2 separate regions of the Triticum aestivum genome follow, and region 2 is linked to region 1. Evidence: chromatin contacts called from public Hi-C data. All regions are on one chromosome and are shown on one strand. Each heading gives the region's core, a stretch centred on a gene start, on an enhancer-like site or on the middle of the called end of the contact. The rest is flanking DNA. Distances are from core to core; before and after follow the strand shown.

Evidence for each region. A called contact is a pair of places that touch in the nucleus more often than the background predicts.
Region 2: a Hi-C map of leaf shows a contact between it and region 1, with 3 times the contacts expected there. The contact joins the enhancer-like site here to the promoter of LOC123131693 in region 1. A contact is called at or near these places in 2 of 5 Hi-C or Micro-C datasets (both in leaf).

The regions. Positions count from the first base shown.
Region 1 is chr1A:370,252,176-370,256,307 of IWGSC CS RefSeq v2.1, forward strand. It overlaps LOC123131693 (cyclin-dependent protein kinase inhibitor SMR1), which reads right to left and starts at 2,520. Exons shown (of 1, transcript XM_044551393.1): 1 at 1,436-2,520. The coding sequence starts at 2,290. The coding sequence ends at 1,865. It also overlaps the pseudogene LOC123051529.
Region 2 is chr1A:370,392,810-370,397,150 of IWGSC CS RefSeq v2.1, forward strand. No RefSeq gene overlaps it. Among protein-coding and RNA genes, the nearest start is that of LOC123131781, 9.2 kb to the right of the region's middle. Within about 2 kb of position 1,747, at least 6 of the 8 cell types and tissues checked have an H3K27ac peak or open chromatin away from gene starts, as enhancers often do. A contact at or near this core is called in leaf, where this site is marked.

The sequences.
Region 1 (4,132 bases), core at 1,270-3,769:
CAGCAAGAGCCAGGTTGTTGGGCTGGTTAACCTCGTGGCCACCATGAAAGGATGGAAAAGGAAAACGAGGTTAGAAACCATTGAGAAGATCGAGGCAGCGTCGTAGGTGAAGGCTGTGGTTTGTAACCGTTTCATTTTTGTTTGCTCCAGCTGCATATAGAGCTGTTTTCCTCTTATATTTTTGGTCTGCATCGATATTGTCAATTCTTTCAACCTCTTTACATTTTGATGCTACCATCATTATCCTTCCTTGGTGTATATTTATGGGACAAGAGCCTTGTATCATAGTGATTTAGCTGGGTTAGCAACCAGAAGCAAACGAACAGTACAGTACTGTATGTACACCGTACATGACGAGCGTTGGCTCAATAAATACGAAATCGAATAGCCATCCAGGTATGCGAACGTGCTGCTCGTCCTCAGCTTTCTGCACGCGTCTTAAATGACAGCAATTGCGCGTCATGGATGCAGCAGATTGCGGTGTTAAAATTTCAAGAATGGTGCTGTAATAATGCCCATATCGGAACCATAATGATACGATACGGGCTCTGCTGCGTTCACCCGTATGGAAATCGTATACGTACACACAGCAATTTACCTAGAAAAGTTGCGCCCAGAATACAGTGTTCCCCGGCAAGGCAGAAGGATTTGAGGACGACGTGATGATGGGGGCCTGGAAGGCTGCAACGGGCATCAGGAGATCTCCCCGGCCGTACGCCGTCTCCTCTCGCAGCGCCTGCGGCCCGACTATTCCAGGACAGAAACTGCCTGCGAAGACTGAACCCCCCCCCCCCCCCCCCAACACATTCATGAGCACCAGTGGTGGCGGAATCATTCCGCCTCACGAGCTGCGGGCGCCAAAAAGCTGCAGAAACTTCGGTAAAAGTCACGGCGGCATATCATTGCTAGTTTGTACCACTGCTCTCTTTACCTCTGCACGGGTGATTCCTCCTCTCCCCTGCGGCCGGCATCGCGCAGGGCCAGATTTTTATAGTAACAAGATGCGGCCATCGCTGTGTGATCCACTGAAGGGAAGGAGTTAAGAATCCATTCGGAACCAGGGTTGCAATCAAAGGGAAACAGAACGCCACCAAGCGGGCAACGTAGGCGACAACGACGGACGGAGACAGCAGCTCGCATAGGCAGCATAGGGCCGGCCGCGCCGGCGTACGAGGCGCCCCACGCCAACCATCGTGCAAGGAAGCCAGGATTATTCCATAGAAAACTGCTCAAAATCACTGACGAATCACAGCATCTCTCGTGCCCTAGCTTCCCCTAAGCATGGCAGCGACCCACCTGGCCTTGTTCGGTTAACAATCCTCTTGCCATGGGATTAGACTCGAGATGGTTGGAGGGAATTGGGGGGATTTTGGATTTATTAACCCCCCCTCCAAACAGAACAAGGCTAAAATTCCAGAGAAAATAGACACAGGACTGAAGAACAAATAAGTGGTATGGAGTGCTTGTATTGGGAACGAGACTGCTTGGACTGGTACATAGGCAGATACAGCATCGATCGAGCGTCTCATTACACATCTATACAGCCTGCACTCCATCTCCATGGAAGGGAATTTAAACCTGTTATTACACTATGGAAGAAGGAAATTTAACCTGTTACAAGTTTACTAGTGCTACTACTATTACTCCATTGACCACGGCGCTACGGGGTATCACATACAGTAAAAAGAAAGAACTGCTCCTGCTACTACTGCTACCTAGCTACGGGTACCACGAACTGACCTAATTGAGCACGAGTACAGCAGTAAAAACGCGGTACCAAATCTTACACTAGCTGCCTACCGCGACCAGCACCGGCAGGCCAAAGCGGCTTGGCCGGCCGGGAGGCGCACGTCCTGCTGGCGAGCTAGCTCTTGCTGGGCCCCGGCGACGGCGAGGCGCTCGGCGGCGCCACCCTGCGGCGCTTGAGCTTGGCCTTCTTCTCCGGCGGCGGCGGCGGCGCGTGCGGGCGCCAGAAGAGGCGCTCCAGCTCGTCCAGCCGCAGGCTGAACACCTCCACCTCGAACAGCCGCTTCCGGCACGGCGCGGCCGGCGCCCGCGGCTTCCTCGGCGCCGGCGGGCACGTTGCGGCCGCCTGCTTCAGCTCGCTCCCCGCGCCCGTCGGCGTCCGGCAGCACTGCTCCTCCCACGCGCCTGCCTGCTGGTCTGCTCCTCCTGCTGCCGCTCCTGCTCCGCCGGCCGCTCCTGCGGCGACGTCTCCGCGCGGGGCAAGCGGCGAGCGGCACGGGGAGAAGGCCGGCGCCGGCTTGTAGAACTCGGGCGACGCCGACATGGTTGGTCTCGAATCTCGATGCCGGCCGGCGGCACCTACTCTTGTGCCTGTGAGAGGGAAGGAAGAAGGAAGAGGGGGCTTCTTGGGTTGGTGGTGCGTGGCGTATGGTGGCGGCGCGTGCGGGGTAGTGGAGGGAACGAGGGAGCTCGGGGAGGAGGGGAGGTTGCTTGGGGCACTTTGTTGCTGATGCGATGCGAGGTGGGTTTAGCTGGGGATATGCTCCGGTTTTGGGAGAAAGGGCCCGCCTTTGTAGCCGCACTTTTGTACTGGGCGCGTGTCCTTTTGTGCCCACCACGGCTAGTTCGATTTCGTTTTTGCGTTTAGGTCCTTGTACTACTGTTTCTCTTCTCTTTGTACTACTATAGTTTAGTTGTAGTACATACAGATACAGGTGGTGGAGCCTTTGTTGGCCGTATTTGACCTAAACTCCGCTTCACTTTTACCTCATCTTATCCTAAGCAACCCAAACTACTCCCTCTGTCTCATAATAGAGGAGTGTTTTTTAACACTACACTCTCAACCGTCTAACTAAAGTCTGCACTCTCCCTCTTTCATAACGCATAACGTCTTACACATAGACATTAAGTCATACATATTTTTTCCTTTTTTTTTCCGAAAAGGCATACATATTTTCTAACGAGGAAAACATATCCTACCATCCGGTGGTTTTACCTTCATGTCATATATACCCCTCCGTACTATCATATGGTAATATATACTTCCTCCGTTCCTTAATAAAGGGTGTATAGTTTTTGGGAAAATTTCATAAGTTTTGGGCGAGATTACACCTAACTAATTGACATGACAAAATAGAGGAGCTTGCCTAATATAAGGAAATGTAATCAATTCCCTAAAAACATTATCCAGACGAGTGGTACAACGCAATACACCTTATATTTCGGATTTTTTTCTCAAAAATCTATATACCTTATATCAAGGAACGGAGGGAGTATTACTTTATTCATTTAAGTATGTTCATATACTATATCTAAGATCAAAGCAAACTATATGAAAAAAACTATACGTGAGTCCATAATTTTTTGCATTTTTTAAATTTATATTTATGCGTATAAAAAAATTTAAAAAGTATATACAACCTAAAAAGCATATATACTAGCTACTATGCGTGCATACTCTCTGGTTTGATAGATACTGCATACAACATTGAAAACTCATGTGAGTGTAACAACCATCAGGTGATAGAAAACATTTGTCCTTTTCGAAATAATACTTCTCGGTTTGGGAAAATTTGTTTTTGCCACTCTAACTTTTGCCAATTTTACTTATGCCATTCTAAATTTGACATTTCACTTTTGCCATTATAGCTTTTGATAATGTATCACAACTGCCATTTCGTGACAAAAGGCAAAAGTATTATTTTTTTACTTTTGTCACTATTAGCATTTGACAATGTATCACAATTGCCACTCCAATTATTTTTGCTTTTGCCACGGAATGTCAATTGTGATACACTGTCACAATCTAAGAGTGGCAAAAGTTAAATGTCAAATTTGAGAGTGGCATAAGTAAAATTAGCAAAATCTAGAGTGGTAGAAACAAAATTTCCCCTTTCAGTTTTGATATTAAAAATATAGAAAGATTCTTGAAAACATGTCAGTTAAGTTAGTTATCTTAGAAGTCATCATCACATTAAATAACAATTTTGTGAGCGAATCTCATGAATTGTGTTAGTATCAATTCCACAAAAAAAATGGATAAATCTACTACTACTCATTCCTTTTCAAAATGTTACTCATTGTAGAAATTGCATTGGTCAACCTTTACATGTTTGATTATCAATCCAGAAGAGTTGTCAACATTGAAAACATCAAACTTACAATA
Region 2 (4,341 bases), core at 497-2,996, 140 kb after region 1:
TCGTCCATTCGGCGCTAGATCGGATCTTTCGCGATTTGAATCGCCGCGAGTACGACTCCATCAACCGCGTTCTTGTAACGCTTCTGCTTAGCGATCTTCAAGGGTATGAAGATGCACTCCCCCTTTCTCTCTCGTTGCTAGCATCTTCTAGATTGATCTTGGTGACACGTAGGAAAATTTTAAATTATCACTACGATCCCCAACAGGAGTACCTAAGAAGTTAGGAGATCCAGGAATACCCATTATACCATGCTCCATTAAAAGAAATTATGTTAAAACTGCTCTATGTGATTTAGGAGCCGGTGATAGTGTTATGTCTTTCTCTTTATATAGAAGACTTGATTTGAATAACCTCATACCTACTGAAATATCTTTGTAAATGGTTGATAAATCAACTGCTATACCTATTGGAACTTGCGAGGATGTGCCCGTTGTGGTTGCAAATATTACTATTTTGACAGACTTTGTTATACTTGATATGCCCGAGAATGACAACATGTCGATTATCCTTGGTAGATCCTTTCTGAATACTGCAGGGGCTGTTATTGATTGCAACAAGGGCAAACTTACCTTTCATGTCAATGATAATGAGCATACGGTTTATTTCGCGAGGAAACAACTTCAAGTGAATGGTATCAATTGTATTGAAGAAAATTCAACAATCACTATTGGAGGTTTTCAATTTCCCGTCCCTTCAGTCAAAAAGAAATATGAAACTCTTATTGTTGAGGAGATACATATCCCCGTTAAGATAACTTAGTGTTATACGGAGATTCTTCATTTTCATATATTTCGAAAATGATTTGTTAATAAGACTTGATCAACCTTACTAATGGATTCTTTGTAGGAGCATGTGGTCGATGAATTTAATAAGCATAACTTACTGTACCCACTATTTACTCTATGTTATTTAAAGTTAATAAAGTGGAAATGTCAAAATTATCCTGTTTTCTGAATTTTCATGTAATAAAAATGACCTAAAAATAAAAGTTTTTGGAATGCCCTAAAAATTTAGTATTATTTAAGAATTTTGTGTGTGTGTGCGGGCGTCCATGACCGGATTTGGATCTCACCTGCCAACAAAGCATATGATCAAATGCCCTGTGGACGCAGCTCCACGTGTGGTCCTGGTTGCGTGAACTCTCAGACCTCCCCACCAATCAGCACGTACCATGAATGAAAAGGAGGAAGCTCCTCTGGCGTACGGCGCCTGCCGTTAGGCCACTGACAGGTGGGTTAAGTTTCAGTCGGGCCCATGAGTCAGCAACGGAACGGCACCCTGCCGCACGGCAGGGGATCCTCGTCCGAATGAGAAAGGGACCACCTTCAAATCCCAACGAGCATGTGTGGATGCAAGAGAAGCGCGCGGAAGAACCTGAAAATGGGAAGACAAAAGCATTCAGCCCTCGTGTAAAAAAAAAAAAAAAACTCCTCCCACGGTGGTGAGCCAGGCTGAGGCAGGAGGAGTCAGGGCGAAGGATCCCGTCGTAAAACGGCACAAGGGTGTGGACTGGGCTGCGCGCCGGGCGTTGTGATGGCCCGTGGCAGGAGTCGACAGGGGGATCATCGGATACCGTCGTGTGGAGTCGCGCGCGATTAAATTAGTGGGAAAACCCGCGGTTTCCACGCCTGGGATTCCCACTGAGCCGCCGCGCCCGCGAGTTTCCGGATAGGCGCAGGCCGCGGAGCGGCTCCCTGCCTCCCGTCCCGCCCTACTCCTCCTCCGTGTCCTGTAGAGTATTTGGCCGAGCATCGGATGCCGCCGCCCGTGCGCGTTGATTTATTCGCCAGGCCAGGGTCGGAGCCGGACACTCCCACGCGCTTCCTCACGTTCGTCCTGTCGTGATCCCCCGACGTCGACGTGTCCCGCCAAGGCGAGGCGCCTACCGGCAAGCAGCAGCAACGCCAGCGGCACCGCAGGCATCGCCGAGGGAATCCGACTCCGCCTGCCCTTCTAAGTTCAAACAAACGAGTTCGTTTAAAAAAATGTGCGTGACAGTTACTAGTCGTCTTCATGGCATACCGTGGTCTGCACTGCAATACACGTGTGCCGGTAGTAAAAAGGAAGCCCCGACTCTGTAGAAAGTAATTATTTCTTCTTCTTTTTTGCGGGAGAAAGTAATTATTTCAAAATAGCTATCCTCTATGAAGATTGGTGGTTTGTTTCTCTAGAACATGGCTTCCTCATATTAAAGATTGGTCACTGGTGATTTTAGATTCTAGAGCATTGACGTATTAATTCTTTTTTGCAAAGAATTCTTTTCTGGCTTGCCTCGCTCTATCGCCGCTGGACCGCGGATCGTCTTGCACGCCATGGAATCAAGCATGACTCCGACTGCTCACCCTGCTCTCAGGAACCGAAGACCCTGCACCACCTCCTGGTGGGTTGCGCCTTCTCCAAGATCACATGTCACGAGATCCTATCCTGGTGTCGAGCGACTATCACACCACCAGACGGATCAACCACCTTCTTCACCTGGTGGTCTGACTCCATCGACAGTTCCCCCGCAGGCCTACACAAAGGCATCGGCACCATCATCAGCCTCACTGCATGGCTCCTCTGGAAACATCGCAATGTTTGCGTCTTCGACGGCGCGCATCCCTCCAATGCGGTGCTTGCCCGCGACATCAAACAAGAGGCCCATCTATGGGCGCGAGCTGGAGCCACCGGCCTGGCCAACATACTCCATGTAACCTAAAACCCTTGTTCTAAGGCAGAGCACCCTCCCCCTCTACTCACTGCTTTCCTTACCCGCGCCACCTTGTGTACACAGTTAAGGACGGCAACCTCTTGTTCTCTGTTCTCTCTATCAATGAAATGATACGCAATCGCTGCGTATTTTTGAAAAAAAAAACAGAAAAAAAGATTAATGACTCTAGAACGGAACATGGGGAGGGTAATCCTCTCTCTTTGTTGGATCCGGTGGCAGCGCCAGTAGTCGGATCTCCTGTCCGTGAACTATTTTCTCTTCTTACTATTTTTTTCATTCTTTTACATACTGATGAGAAGTTTGTCGTGTCGCCTCACTCGCCAGGGGAACCACAGTGATTCTCCACATGTGAACTCTGCCCTGTCGGCTGGGTGCTTGCTTATCGCTAGGGATTAGTACTAACTAGCGCCACTCTTTTCTTTCCTCTAGGGTAGTACTCCTACCGCAGTACTATATCCATATTTTTAGTACCCCGATTTTTAATCCCTGTAGATACTGGAGTAACAGAGTGCTTCTTTCTGCTTGGGCTGGGATTTGCAGTACTACTAGTACGTGAGGCTTAACGTAACTTAAACTTGAGAGTTGAGACGTGTGGAACGGGTCGTTTCCAGGGCACGTCGGCAGTTAATGCTGACAGCCACAGCTGGCCGCGTTTGAAAGCCAAGAACTGGCGCGCACGTGTGGCGGGAGGAGGCAGCTGGACTGGGCGCGGTTAATTCGCTGCACTGTGCGCCGCATAGCTTTCAGCGCCCCGAGGGTGGTCTGGCGGGCCGGCCAATCAATCTCATCCCTCGCGAGTCGCACGCGCGCGCACGTTTCGCCTCGTCGAGGAGGATCTACAGTGCGTACCACCTGATCACCGTCCGCGTCCGTGCGGTGTGGACCACGGCGACCAGCGGTGGCGGCGGCGGTGTAACATCCTTGATGCGACTATATCTCCCACATGTCGAGGCATGACTTAGAGACATAATCGCATTGAAGGCATATGTCGCAAGTTAGGCAATCTTCACAACATTCCATGTAATATGAATAATAAAGGGGAGATAACATAGTTGGGTTACACTCGCCACGTCAATCAAGTACATAAATAACATTACATCATCCAAACACGCATGGCCCGACTACGGCGCCAAAATAAAAGAGAACCCAACATGCGACAACGGTCCCAATCACCCCCAACTAGGCACCACTACTGATTATCGGGAAAGAAAACATAGTAACGTTGAGAGTCTTCGTCGAACTCCCACTTAAGGTCATACGCGTCTCCTGGAGCGGAATCATCAGGCCCTGCATCTGGTGTAATAGTAATCTGTGAGCCACAGGGACTCAGCAATCTCGCACTCTCGCGACCAAGACTATTTAAGCTTGTAGGTAAGGCAAGGTAAATATAGGTGGAGCTGCAGCAAGCGACTAGCAAATATGGTGGCTAACTTATTCGCAAAAGAGAGCGAGAAGAGGAGGCAAAGCACGAGTGAGAAACTAAAGAGCAACCTGCGCAAACATTACTCCAACACCGTTTCCGCTTCCCGGACTCCGCCGAGAAGAGGCCATCGCGGTAACACACTCAGTTGATTCATTTTAATTAAGTTAAGGTTCAAGTTATCTACAACCGGACATTTACAAATTCCCA